Linked DNA regions of Gossypium arboreum: region 2 is linked to region 1. The links are chromatin contacts, called in public Hi-C maps. All regions are on one chromosome and are shown on one strand. The core of a region is the stretch at or near the end of the contact, and the rest is flanking DNA. Distances in the headings are between cores, read along the strand shown.

The links. Hi-C and Micro-C count contacts between places; a contact is called where the count stands out from the background.
Region 2: a contact with region 1 is called in a Hi-C map of leaf, with 2.8 times the contacts expected there. The contact joins the promoter of LOC108463829 here to the enhancer-like site in region 1. A contact is called at or near these places in 2 of 5 Hi-C or Micro-C datasets (both in leaf).

Annotation. Positions count from the first base shown.
Region 1 is chr1:6,600,733-6,607,462 of ASM2569848v2, forward strand. No RefSeq gene overlaps it. Among protein-coding and RNA genes, the nearest start is that of LOC128291468, 7.9 kb to the left of the region's middle. Within about 2 kb of position 3,484, at least 1 of the 2 cell types and tissues checked has an H3K27ac peak or open chromatin away from gene starts, as enhancers often do. A contact at or near this core is called in leaf, where this site is marked.
Region 2 is chr1:6,745,441-6,751,428 of ASM2569848v2, forward strand. It overlaps LOC108463829, which reads left to right and starts at 2,014. Exons shown (of 4, transcript XM_053026812.1): 1 at 2,014-2,495; 2 at 2,747-3,638; 3 at 3,726-5,988. The coding sequence starts at 2,750.

The DNA.
Region 1 (6,730 bases), core at 2,234-4,733:
TTCTACTTCTACTTTGGTTCTGCATTAGTCGCTACATTGGTTGAAGATGGACCAACTCTATCAATTTAAGAAAACTCGACATATAACTCCATTATAGCATTTCCACTTGAGCAGTGCGAATCTATGACTGCCTCTAGCTGCAGCTCACCTTTCACATCAAATAACTCATACTTGCAAAGGTCCAATAATGCCAGATATCTACATTTCAAGCTCAAAATTCTTCCCCGACTTAAACCCCCAGCTTTTCTTTAATCATTGGTCGTAGCTCACAGAATTGAATAGTATGATTAAAAGTCAAGTCCATAGACTGGGCTCCTGCAAATACGACCCGAAATCTGTATTACAAATTTGACCTTAGTAATAAATTACAGATTTCACTTGTTGACTTGTTTCAATTAAAAATGAAATAAATATTTAGAACAAAAAATCCACAGATGGTTGGCTAAAAAGAAAAAAAGGAAACGACGCTCACAATGCAACACTTCAAAAATGAATAGACTTGCTTGTGTTTTAGTATTAAGTACTTTTGTAGTTTAACGGAAAAAAAAAGAACGCGTTGGGAGGGAATGCATGCTTGAAAACGTGTTTCAACAGATGTGTTTTCATCGAATAATAATAATGAAAAAGTCTTCTGTGCTTGAAAATGCGTTTCAGCAAAATCAATTTTAGTAGATGCATGCTTGAAGGGGCCTTCAGTGTACTTGAAAAGTGCCTGGGATTTTTAGGGGCAGGGCACCTTGGCAGACTTTGAAAGGTGGTGACAGAATACGCGTCTAGTTGGACGAGATTTCCTGCTGACATGTCAGGGAAAGCACACCTAGTTAGACGCGCTTTCCACTAAAAAAAACGTATCTAGCTAGTCACGCTTTCCCTAACATGTAAGCAAGAAAGCTCATCCAGCTGGATGTGATTTCTTTCCACCACCATTCAAAGCCTGCCAATGTGCCTTGAGCCCGAGAATCCCTGGTAAGATTTGAGGCACCTCTTTCAGATATTCAATGAAAACGTCTCTTTTACGACACGTTTTCAACCACATGTTGTTTTTTATTTTCAATCTTACCCTCTCCCATGCTATAGAAAGGGGGCTCTCCCTCCATACTCTATCATCCATAAACCCATCATCTTTCTCGACCATCATCCCTGTACTTTACAATATTTTTTTCTTGGTTTTCTTCTTCGTTTCAGTGTTCAAAATTTTCATCGATAATATTTATTCCTGTTTAAGGTATTCTTGAGTTGTCGGTGATGCAATATCACTCTGAGACACACATATTTCATATATCGTCTCGAGATGGGACCATTACCTCAAAACATATCCTGTAGAATACGTGTTCCAGGGTGATGGTGCTTTATATAATCATGGGTGACAATCTATATAGATATCTCAGTCAACGATCGTTATGAGGTCATGTATTGAAGTATAAATTGGGAGCCAGTTTAAAATCGTTATGTAGACATGAGCTCAAACTTTTTGGATACCTAGAGATGTGGCCTTATAAATACCATACAGAATTTTGAGGGCATAATAATAGAAAAAAATTGAGGGGCTTTTCACTATAATCAGTGTAAATTTTTCTCTATTTTTACGCAGTTGATATCTTTAACATTTATTTCTAGTCGAAGGCCAGCACTGTCATGGACGTAGAAGGACTCTCAGATAGGCAACGACTATTATGTTGGAGTAAAGGTGATTCTTCTTTCGGGGCGACAATGGTTGTCATTATTAAACAACTTATTAATAACTACAATTGCTGCAACAATGATCCAAGTTTGACCTTTACTCCATTAGAACATCCTCTCTCCACTTGAGAGTCATCTTGTGTCCACCTTAGTGTCAACTTTTGAATAAGAATAAAAGGTAAAAGATACCAATTGCCTGGAAATAGAGAAAAAATTTATGTTGATTACACTGAAAAGCCTTTCGTTTTTCCCTATGATTATGACCTCAATCTTATGTGTGATATATATAAGGCATTATTTACAAGTATCCAAAAAGCTTGAACTCATGACTACATAACGACCGTCAATTGACCCTCAGTTATACTAAAACCCATGACCGCATAACGACCGTCGACTGGGACTTTGACTCGTGACCGTATCAAGCACTATCTTCTCGGAACCCCATTTCCATAGGATGAGTGTCTGAGGTAATGGTTCTATCTCAGCATGACATATGAAATGTATATGTTCTGAGACGCGTTATCACATCCTCAGCCCTTCAAATCTACTTATAAACTTTCACGGTTTCACCTTCGAAACCTTAAACCCAATAAAAACCTTAAAACTTAAACCCCAAAACCCTAACCTTAAAATCAGCCCTAGCCCTAAAAATCCTTAAAAACGAGGCCAATTAACAAAAAAAAAAAGCATCTATTACCTATTTTAGCCAAAATTTATAGTTGGACGTAAATAATTTAAGTTTGAAAATATTTGACATCATTATGTGTTTTATTTAATAATAAAACTATATGAATATTTCAAAGTTTCACTTTTTTTTTACATATCAATAATTAATTTGACACAAGGTTTAAATTATAATATTCTAATTATTGTTTATATTTGAAATTAATTTTATACAATTTTCGAACTACCTATAACTTCCTCAATTCCTTAAGTGGAGGAAATTCCACGTTTAAGCATATTGAAATCTACGTCTTTCGATATGTTATAATAGCAATAAAGTTAATTGAGCTTAGGTTTATATCTTTTACGAAAAATAATCATTTTTAGTTAAAATATGCTATTAGTCCTTATACTTGTATACAAATTAAAATTTGATCACTGTACTTTAAAAGTAAGAATCCAGTCCTTTAACTTTTTAAAATAAAAATACTAGTCCAAATTATCCTCAATGGTAGTTTTTGTCAAAAATTTTCAATTTACTATATTTGTTTTCATGTTTATTTTCTGTCAATCATCTGTCACATCATACAAAGACAACCTAATTAAAATTCCAAGTTAACAAATTCTGACAAAAAAGATTTGCAAATTTATTGACTGAATTGAGATTTTTAAATAAAAAAGTAAGAGGATTTGATTTTTAACCTTTTAAATATAAGAATAATTCTTAAATATTGTCAAAATGCAGAGACTAACAACATATTTTAACCTAAAAACAAAAAGATAATAAAACAAATCCAAGCCCAAATTGGTTTGGAAATAACTTCTATAATAGCCGAACACATGATATGGGCCAAATGCTCTCCAAACCAGTCATAAAAAAGGAATTTAGAAAGCCCACAAACACTGTCTTTACTTCATATACATGTAGTCCCTTGGGACCCATTCAGGTGTCTTTAATTCTTTATTGAAGTACCCAAGAAAGCAACAGAGATTTCATTGTCTCATAAAATTTCTTGGGGCTTCACAGATTCAGGCACCTCAAGTGGCTATTCTCTTAATATCACATGAATCAATGAAATAATTATTGAATAGATATTGGATCATTATCACCAACAGTGTTCCATTGCTCACCTCAAGTGGCCAACAACAAAGGAAGCACTTCTACTTTTGTTCCACTGCCCACCATAATGTTTTCAAGTGGGGGACTGTGTAGTTAAAAGGAAATCACTTGGTGTAAAACATGGTTTGATCGACCAATTCTGTAGTTGTCAACTTGACATTGCAGAAGAACCGTTATTGACTGAAAGTTTCAAACATTGTTCCATCAGGTCCATGGCAGGTTTGGTTCTTTAGACAAGGGGTAAGTTCCAAGACCTACTACTGCAAAGGAAAAAAGAAAAGAACTGTTTTATCAACCTTTTGTGGTTCATTGAGCTATTAGATGATAGTTCATATTCTAGAAAGCATATTATGGTTTAGGGTTAGCTATGTCGAAGGGTATGTCTTGTCAGTCTTCACCATCAACTTCAATGTACGTATAATGGCAAGTAGTTCAGCATTGAATTAAATACCTATATGATACATGTAATCCATGGTGACGACATCAGATTATAACATTTCAATACCATTGGCAGAGCAATTATACATATACATAAGCATATAATGGTCCTGGAAACAAGTCCATTTAATGGTGGAGGGCCTGCCTAATAATTGTTGCCTCAGGATAGATATTGGAACCACTTTTATGCAATTTAATGTATTATGTATTATGTTTTTGCCAAAGGATTCGCACAAGTCAATGTAGATTCCAGCCAGCTAGGTCATCATTGTTCACCAAAGGTGATAACAACTTCCTTGTAGGGATTGGCTAATGGGAACTTATACAGTTGCTCTCAGCCATACGATATATATGAACATGTGCCAAAACAAGAGAACCTCTCTGGCCGACAATGCCAATGTTATACGAGACCGAGTAACACATGCCGGTTCATCAGCCCATCCCCAGGCCAACATATTATCAAGAATCCATAACATGAATGATGAAACTCAGATCAATGTGTGTGTATATGTATATAGTTGGACACATGGTTCATCACTTTTATCAGAACCTGGTGGCGACCCTCCCTTAAGCTGCAATTTGAGGTGCCGAAAATTTGTTCAGTGACTTACAAGTGCTGTTTGTGTGGCACAGACAGGTAAGATTATCTAAAAAAAAAAAAAGAATCATATTTCAAGCAGATTTAATGTGAAAATGAGATAATAAAATATGGAAGTCAGTGGACCAATATATGAATTGATGATAATATGTAAGCCTGAATTTATGAGCATCGTCACAATGACGCATGGATTCAAACTTTTAGTGCCTGGTGATTCCAAGTACATGACAGGTTCTGGATAGAGACAGAAAAGATCATAAATGACGACAGAAATGCCTCCCCAAATGTGCTGTTGATGGCTCCAACAATCACACCCATTTCTTCAGTTTTTTTTTTTTATCCTTTGTTATTCTTTTAAGATCTTAGACAAATCTGAGAACCCCTAATAGCAAACCCTGAAATTTCAGTATGAGTAGGTATTCATCAAAGCCTGTGCGCAACATATATATTACATTCAAAATGGTTAGAACTCGATCGAATTCAAAACTCAAATGACCCAAACTGAAATGGGTAAAAACCAGAATTGACTTATGAAAACATTCTGTTTGGGGTTTGATTTTCCATTTCCATGAATAGTAAGGTAACCTCAGTTTGACTCCAGTTTGGGTGAAGTAAGAACAAAAGCTTATATGTGTAAAGGGAATATTATCCCATGATATCCGGAATGTACATTGTACATTATATACACAAAACAATTCATACTTTTTCCTCATTGACCAGATTTTTATCAATTTCCAATGTTTCCAAAGAAAATTTTAAGTTTTACCGATGCTTAATTAGTTACCAAGAATATGTTAGTCAAAGGTGTCACCTTCTGCAACATGAGTACAACCACAAGCAATAGCATTTGATCTTTTTGACACAAGTCTTAGAATTACTTATAGAACCTTTTAACTCATAAATAAGAAGATAATACGTTTTAATGCACTCAAACTTACGCTCTTTTGTATTGATAATAATGTTAGTGCCAATCGAATTAAAATTTAACCAAAAATGATTTATATTTTTAAATTGCATTTAGATAAGTTTTATAACAAATATTTGATTTCTTACTTCCAATAAATTTTTAATCAAAATTACTTTAAAAAACTTTAATTTAATTTAATTTTTATTAATTATAAAACTATAAATTATACGAAATGTAAATTATGCAACACTTATGTTTGGACAATATATCTACATTGATTATACCAAATTTCATCATATCCACTATATGACTGAGAAAATATTTTATGAAAAAACATTAAAGAATGTATAAAAGTTCTTTAATAGTCTGTGGTTCCATCCAAAAAAAAATGTTTGTGGTTTCATTGGAAATTCACGAACGCATCCCTACCTTTCACTCTTTTTTGTTTATTAATCCAACGCGCGAACTTTTTTTTTTTTGAGATTTGGTATTTTAAATTTAATGTTTGAGCTTTAATAATATATAGGCTTTAAGCTTTAATATTTAATATTTAATATTTAATATTAGAGTTTGAGATTTAATATTTGGATTAATATTTGGCATATTGGTAGTGTATTTTTTATTTCACAAACAGTTTTAAAAAATTGATATATATATATATATTTTAATTTTTAATTTTTGTTAAATTTTACTATAACTCTATAGAATACTTATTAATCTCTTAATCCTACTTGTGGAGTGTTATAGAATCTAAAATTTTACTACTGAAACTGTATCAAATATTTTCTCTCCATGTTAAATATTTAAAATTTAGTATTTAATTATAAATAAAATTTATAGAATAGACTGACTCTGAGAATAATAAAACCCAAAAATATCATTTATATAAAAATAATCAATTATAATTTGAATAATATATTTTCATATAAAAATTATGCTATACAATTACTCCTCAATTATGCCTACATTTATTAGTATTTGAATTTACTCATCCACTATGCTATAAAATTATTCTTTTAAGTAATTAGTGCCATCCGATTTGTATGATCTAAATCAATTTAATTCTTAATGATATGTTTCTTAATTAGATTAATATTTATAGATGAATCAGTATAGTTTTACGAGATTCACTTATTGACCAAATTTTAAGATATTTAAAAATTTTCATGTGTTTTTAAATTATATTTAAAAAATAAAAAAAAATAGAGAGGCATATGATGATTTCTTAAAAATGTAGGGAAAATACGATAGTTTTGTCGCGAGAGGGGAAGAAGAAACGTTCCCTCACATTTATTTTTGTAAAAGAGAATTTTGCTTAGACGCC
Region 2 (5,988 bases), core at 764-3,263, 140 kb after region 1:
ACAATCATGCTTAAATATTTAAAGCTTCCTATATGGTCGATCCCACAATATTTCACACATAAATCATTCTTTCTTAAAAAAATTTTATTGTACCTTTCAGTATAGAAGATTGTAGAGTTCATTACAAAAAAGTAGAGATGATGTCATCATTGTCGATTTTTGGCAGATTTCATTCTATATTTTACTAGACATTGGAATCGAACGACCCCATTGTTTTTTCAACACAAGAGTTGAAGAGGTTTAGTTGATAGGTGCCATAGAAGTGTTTAAAGGTGGTCATATCATGGTGAATATCGAGTAGAGTGTTTGACTCAAATCAATAGATGATCTCAATGAAAAAGTAGAGATCTTCAGAGGATGAAGGGTCAAAAATGGCGATGAATAATACATATTTGGCGGTAGACGATCTCATTGAAAGAGAAGAAGAGTTATAGAGAAAAATGATTTTTTTTTTAAATATATAAGAGGAAATGTGAAAAAGAAAAAAAAAGAAATACGTCAAAATCTCAGTCACAAAATGAAATTTGAAGAGTTAATATTAAAAGTTTAATTTTGGGTTAATTTAATTGTAGATCATGTTGTATTTTGTATGGTTATGTTCAAGTTCTTATTTCATTTAAATAATTTCATTTTAGTATTTTTTTGATACATAGAGTATTTTTTATTTACATATTTACATTTAAGTATTTTTGCATGTTTTTTTTGTCTTTTATATGTCTAATAAAAAAGTCATTTCATATGTTTTATTTTTATTTTATTTTTATTTTAAATTTAAGATAATTTTGGTTTTAAATTTGGATTTTAACTGTGATGTTAATTTTTTTAATTTTAAGTTTCAACTTTGGGATTTAATTTTGATGTTATATTAATTTTAATTTAATAAATATTTAATTTATTGTATAATTTTGTTAGTTTTGTACAAACTTATAAAATGGAGCCTTTTGGACTATGATGTTTAGTGGACGGATGAAATAGCTTTCTCATGCCGTTATAAATGCATATATTTTTTAGAGAATTACAATAATAAGGCAAAACTCGAATAATTAACATAATTAGCGAGTTGAATCTAAATCACATTTAGAACAGTGAGCCCTTTGACCATCAGGCTATTACATGGGCTCCTATAAATGTATATTTTAATTTGTTAGATTCTTGATTGTTTCATACCATTTATAATTTATTTTATAGTAAATTTGATTATCATTATGCTAAGAGAATAAGCTTGATAAAAGTTAATATTTTTTAGTAAGATAAGTGTTAATCTTTAATATGCCACCAAAATAAGTATATATTTTTCAATAATTTTATTAATATGAATAAATGATAACAATAAATTAATATTTAAAAAATAACAATTAATTGTAAGATATAATAAAATTATATATTTTTCAATAATCTATATCAATATGAATCAATGATAACAATAAATTACCGTTTCAAAAAGTGATAATAAAATAATATAAATTTATTTTTATTGGATAAAAATAATATAAAAATTTATGTTTTAATTCCAATAAAATAGCTGTTTTATTTTCTTTCTAATTGACATCGTTAATGCATTGTCTAAACTGTATTTAAAATTTATTATTTTTAAATTATAATTTTATTGTATTATATATATAGTCTATAAAAATAAATAAATAAATAAATCTTAATAAATATTTTTATTATTAAATAAAATTAACTAGTGCCCAAACTTAAATCTTTATATACATTAAATTAAGGTTTAGACATAAAAAATAAGTTTATAATTTCATTGTTGCATATTTTATTTATTTAATATTAATATTTGTTTTTCATATCCTTTATACATGAAATATATTATATTCCACATTAAATAAAATTTAGGAAATAATAATTTTAGTAGATAAATTCCTTTTTATGAGAAACATAACCGTCTATTTAACTACCACCACCTTTCCGCTGTAGTCTAAAGCTTCAAAAAAATGAAAAAGGTAAAAATAATAAAATTGAAAAAGGAATTGAGGGACTTAAACGACGTCGAAGAGGCAAATAGCGCCTAAAGCGGGGCAAGATCCAACGGCGGGAAACTTCCTAAATGCTAAATCACGAGCCTTTCTCTTCTTCTGCTTCCCCCTTTCCCTCTTTCTCTCCCGCACGAACGCAACTCACTGAGTCAAGTCCAGTCAAGTTCCTTTCCACTCTCTTTTCTTTCTTCCCCCATCCCCCCTCAACCCTATGCCCTTTTTCGTCTTTTCCTCTGCAATTTCCATCCAAGGGCTCCCATCGTTCCACGTCACTTCCGTCTTCTTCAACTCCCCCCTTCCCCTTCCCCTGATCCCCTCATCTCCTTCCTCTTTTATTTCAAAAACTCCCTTTAGGGTTTCTCAGATTTAACTGTCTCTTCTTTTTCTTCTTCTTTTTCTTTTTGCTTTTTTTCCTCCTTATTTTTCTTGATTAGAAAATTAGAAGAAAAGGAGATCTCCAAATCTTCAATTTCGCCGCTGATATTTCTTCACTTCCTTTCGGACGAGGTATACATATACATATATATGTTTTTATATTCTTTTGAATATTGTTTTGCTTCTTCAATTTTATTATTTTTACTGTATTTCAGTTTTTCTTTTAGTTCGTAATTTCAAATTTTGAGAATTTATTTCCTTTATTTGTTTCTGTTAGGTTTCTGATGAATTCGTTGTACTCCGAAAACGGTGAAAATAATTCTTTTTGAAATATTAAATTGGTTAGAATTGAGGATTAGAAATTTTTTTTTTTGGTGCTTAAGGTTATGATGGCGATTGAGAAGAGTAATTCCAAAGTTTCACCCTTTGATTCGGAGTTTTCGCCTGGTAGTAGAGAGATGACTGTGTCAGGTGATGAGGACGAGCTTCAACGTCCAGGGTCAGCCGTTGATTCTGATGATGAATTTGACGATGATGCTGATTCAGGAGCAGGTTCGGATGACTTTGATTTGTTGGAATTAGGTGAAACCGGGGCTGAATTTTGCCAAGTCGGGAACTCGACCTGTTTGGTTCCTTTTGAGTTATATGATCTTCCTGGATTGGAAGATATTTTGTCTCTTGATGTGTGGAATGAATGTTTAAGTGATGAAGAGAGGTTTAGCCTTACTAAGTTTTTACCTGATATGGATCAGGATACGTTTATGCGGACCTTGATCGACATTTTTAAGGGTAATAATCTTCACTTTGGGAGTCCTATTAAGAGTTTGTTTGATATGTTGAAAGGAGGGTTGTGTGAGCCGAGGGTTGCACTTTATAGGGAGGGCATGAATTTCTTTCGGAAGCGGCAGCATTACCATCATCTGAGGAAGCATCAGAATACTATGGTTGTCAATCTTATTCAAATGAGGGATGCTTGGCTTAATTGTAGGGGATACAGTATTGAGGAGCGGCTTCGTGTTTTGAATATTATGAGAAGTCAAAATAGTTTGATGTATGAGAAGTTGGAAGATAAGGATTCTGCATCCTCTGATGGAGAGGATTTGGTTGATGGTTTTTGGAGCAAAAGAGTTAAGGACTGGAAAGCTCCACAGAAATCAGGTCGCTACTCTGGCTTTGGGGTTGAACCAGATTTAGAGTTTGCATCGCGAGGACAACTGATGGATTTGGAACCATCAAAATACAGGAAGCAGAATCCAAAAGGCAAACTGAAGACAGGTGAGTCAAAACTTCCTTTTGCAAGAGAGTTTGGCAGCCGCTTTTCCCCTGATTTAGATATGAATTCTGAGCCATACGGTTTGCCAGGAACACTTCCTCGAGAGAAATATGAGTCTGCAGCACTCAGGGCAAGGGATTGGATGAGGTTAGATGATGCTGAAGACCCAATGTTTGGAACAGGTATTCAGCGAAACCAAAATGCTCTCGATAATAGCTTCATGGGCAAATCTGGTTCTTCGAGAGCAAGGAAGAAGTACAATCTTTTAAGAGGGGAAGAATTAGCCACTGATAGTTTCACGGCTTCGCCTTTGTCTTCAAAGCATGATTTCCTTTCCTATGGTAGGAATAGGAATGCGAATCAATTGTCCGAGGCAAAAGTGTATGCTTCAAAGCCTCCTAATATGAGAATATCTCATGATTTTGCCAAAAAGTCCAAGCGTTTCAAAAACGACCCACTATTTGCAGCCGGAGATCAAATAAAGTCTATAAAAGGCCGAATTCCTTCGCTGCCATTGCAAGGGAGTCGAGTTGACTTATCTGAGCGCACTGAACTGTTTTGGCAAAATGAAAACCAAGGAGAAGATTTCTCTGTGGATTTGTCCGTTAGACCTGATGATTGGAATATTAAGCACAAGAAATGGAAAACACTGCGGGAATCTCCTGATCTCAGTTTTAAATCTTATAAAGCTTCCTCACCACTGATGAGTGACCAATTCTTGAAATCTGCCAGTAGAAAGAAACCATCGCAGGAGAAGATTAGAGGGAACTATTTGCAAAATGGAGGAGCAGTTATGGCCATTTCAAAAGGTAGTAGAGCATTTATTAAAAACGAAGAAACAGAATCTGACTCATCTGAGCAATTTGATGATGAGGAGGAGAGCAATCCTCTAATGAGAGGCAAGTTGGCATACACCAGTGGCGTCATAGAAAATCCTCGCCTGTCTTCATTGAATTCTGGCCTTGATTCTAAGAAGACCAAATCTTCAAAGAAATATACTATGAAGGATGGATGGCCTCTTGATGGAATGAACCGCTACTCCAAAAAGAGCTTTGAGGAAAATGTGCACGTGGCAGGAGTAGAAAGCTACTATTCGGAAAGAAAACAGAAGGGTAAGATGCATGAAAGCAGTCCCTTACCTAACTCTGGTTCTAGAGTTTTGGATGAGGTTGGTGGGAAACAAGTTTCCAAGTTGGTCAAGAATGGCCATTTACGAGGGGAACCTGGTGACAGGTTACGTAGGTCCTCATTGAGGGCCTACCCTACTGAGAAAAGGCAGAACGGTGAACTTGCCTATGATCATTTTATGACTCAGTCAAATAATCAGCATGATTATCTTGATGAGGAGGATGGTTCGCCTGTGGCACTATCATTGGCAGATGAATTTAACCTGGGTAGAACTGGGAAGAAAAGACAGAACACTGAAGCATATGATCGCTGTGAGAAGTCTGAAGTTTCGTTGCTAGGGAGCAACAAAGTGACAAAGAAGAAGAAAGGGAAGAGGTACGTGGAAGATGTCAACGGAAGAGGTGAAGATGGCAACGTGCAGCCTAACTCCCAGCAGCAAACTGATGATTCTCCTTTCTTGAAGAAAAAGGGAAAACGGAAATTCGAGGTTGATACAGTTACTTCAGATATGGAACCTTCTGAGCCTCATGGTGCAGATCTGGGAACCACAGATTTGGAGATGGAAACCAAACCACAGAAAAAGCCATTTACTTTGATTACCCCTACCATTCATACTGGATTCTCATTCTCAATTATACATCTTCTTTCTGCAGTTCGTATGGCAATGATTACTCCATTTCCAGAAGATTCCTTAGAGGTTGGTAAACCTAGAGAGGAGCAGAATGGAAAGCAGCAAGGTGATCTGAATGGGGTTCTCTCATGTGACAACACAGTTACCAATAATTCAGACCATCTTGTGCAACCAAGTGTGCCTTTTCTTACCGTTCATGATATTGTTAATCGTGTGGCAGTAAATCCTGGAGATCCGTGTATCCTTGAGGCAGAAGAGCCGCTTCAAGATTTAGTTCGGGGAGTTCTAAAGATTTTCTCATCAAAAACAGCACCTTTGGGAGCAAAAGGTTGGAAGGTACTTGTTGCCTATGAGAAGTCCACAAAAAGCTGGTCTTGGGTTGGCCCTGCTATGCATAGCTCAAACAATGTTGAGACGACCGAGGAGGTGATATCACCCGAAGCCTGGGGTCTTCCTCACAAAATGCTTGTCAAGTTGGTTGATTCTTTTGCAAATTGGCTAAAAAATGGTCAAGAGACTCTCCAACAAATAGGAAGTCTTCCTGCACCTCCGCTTGAACTGATGCAAGTCAACTTAGATGAGAAAGAAAGGTT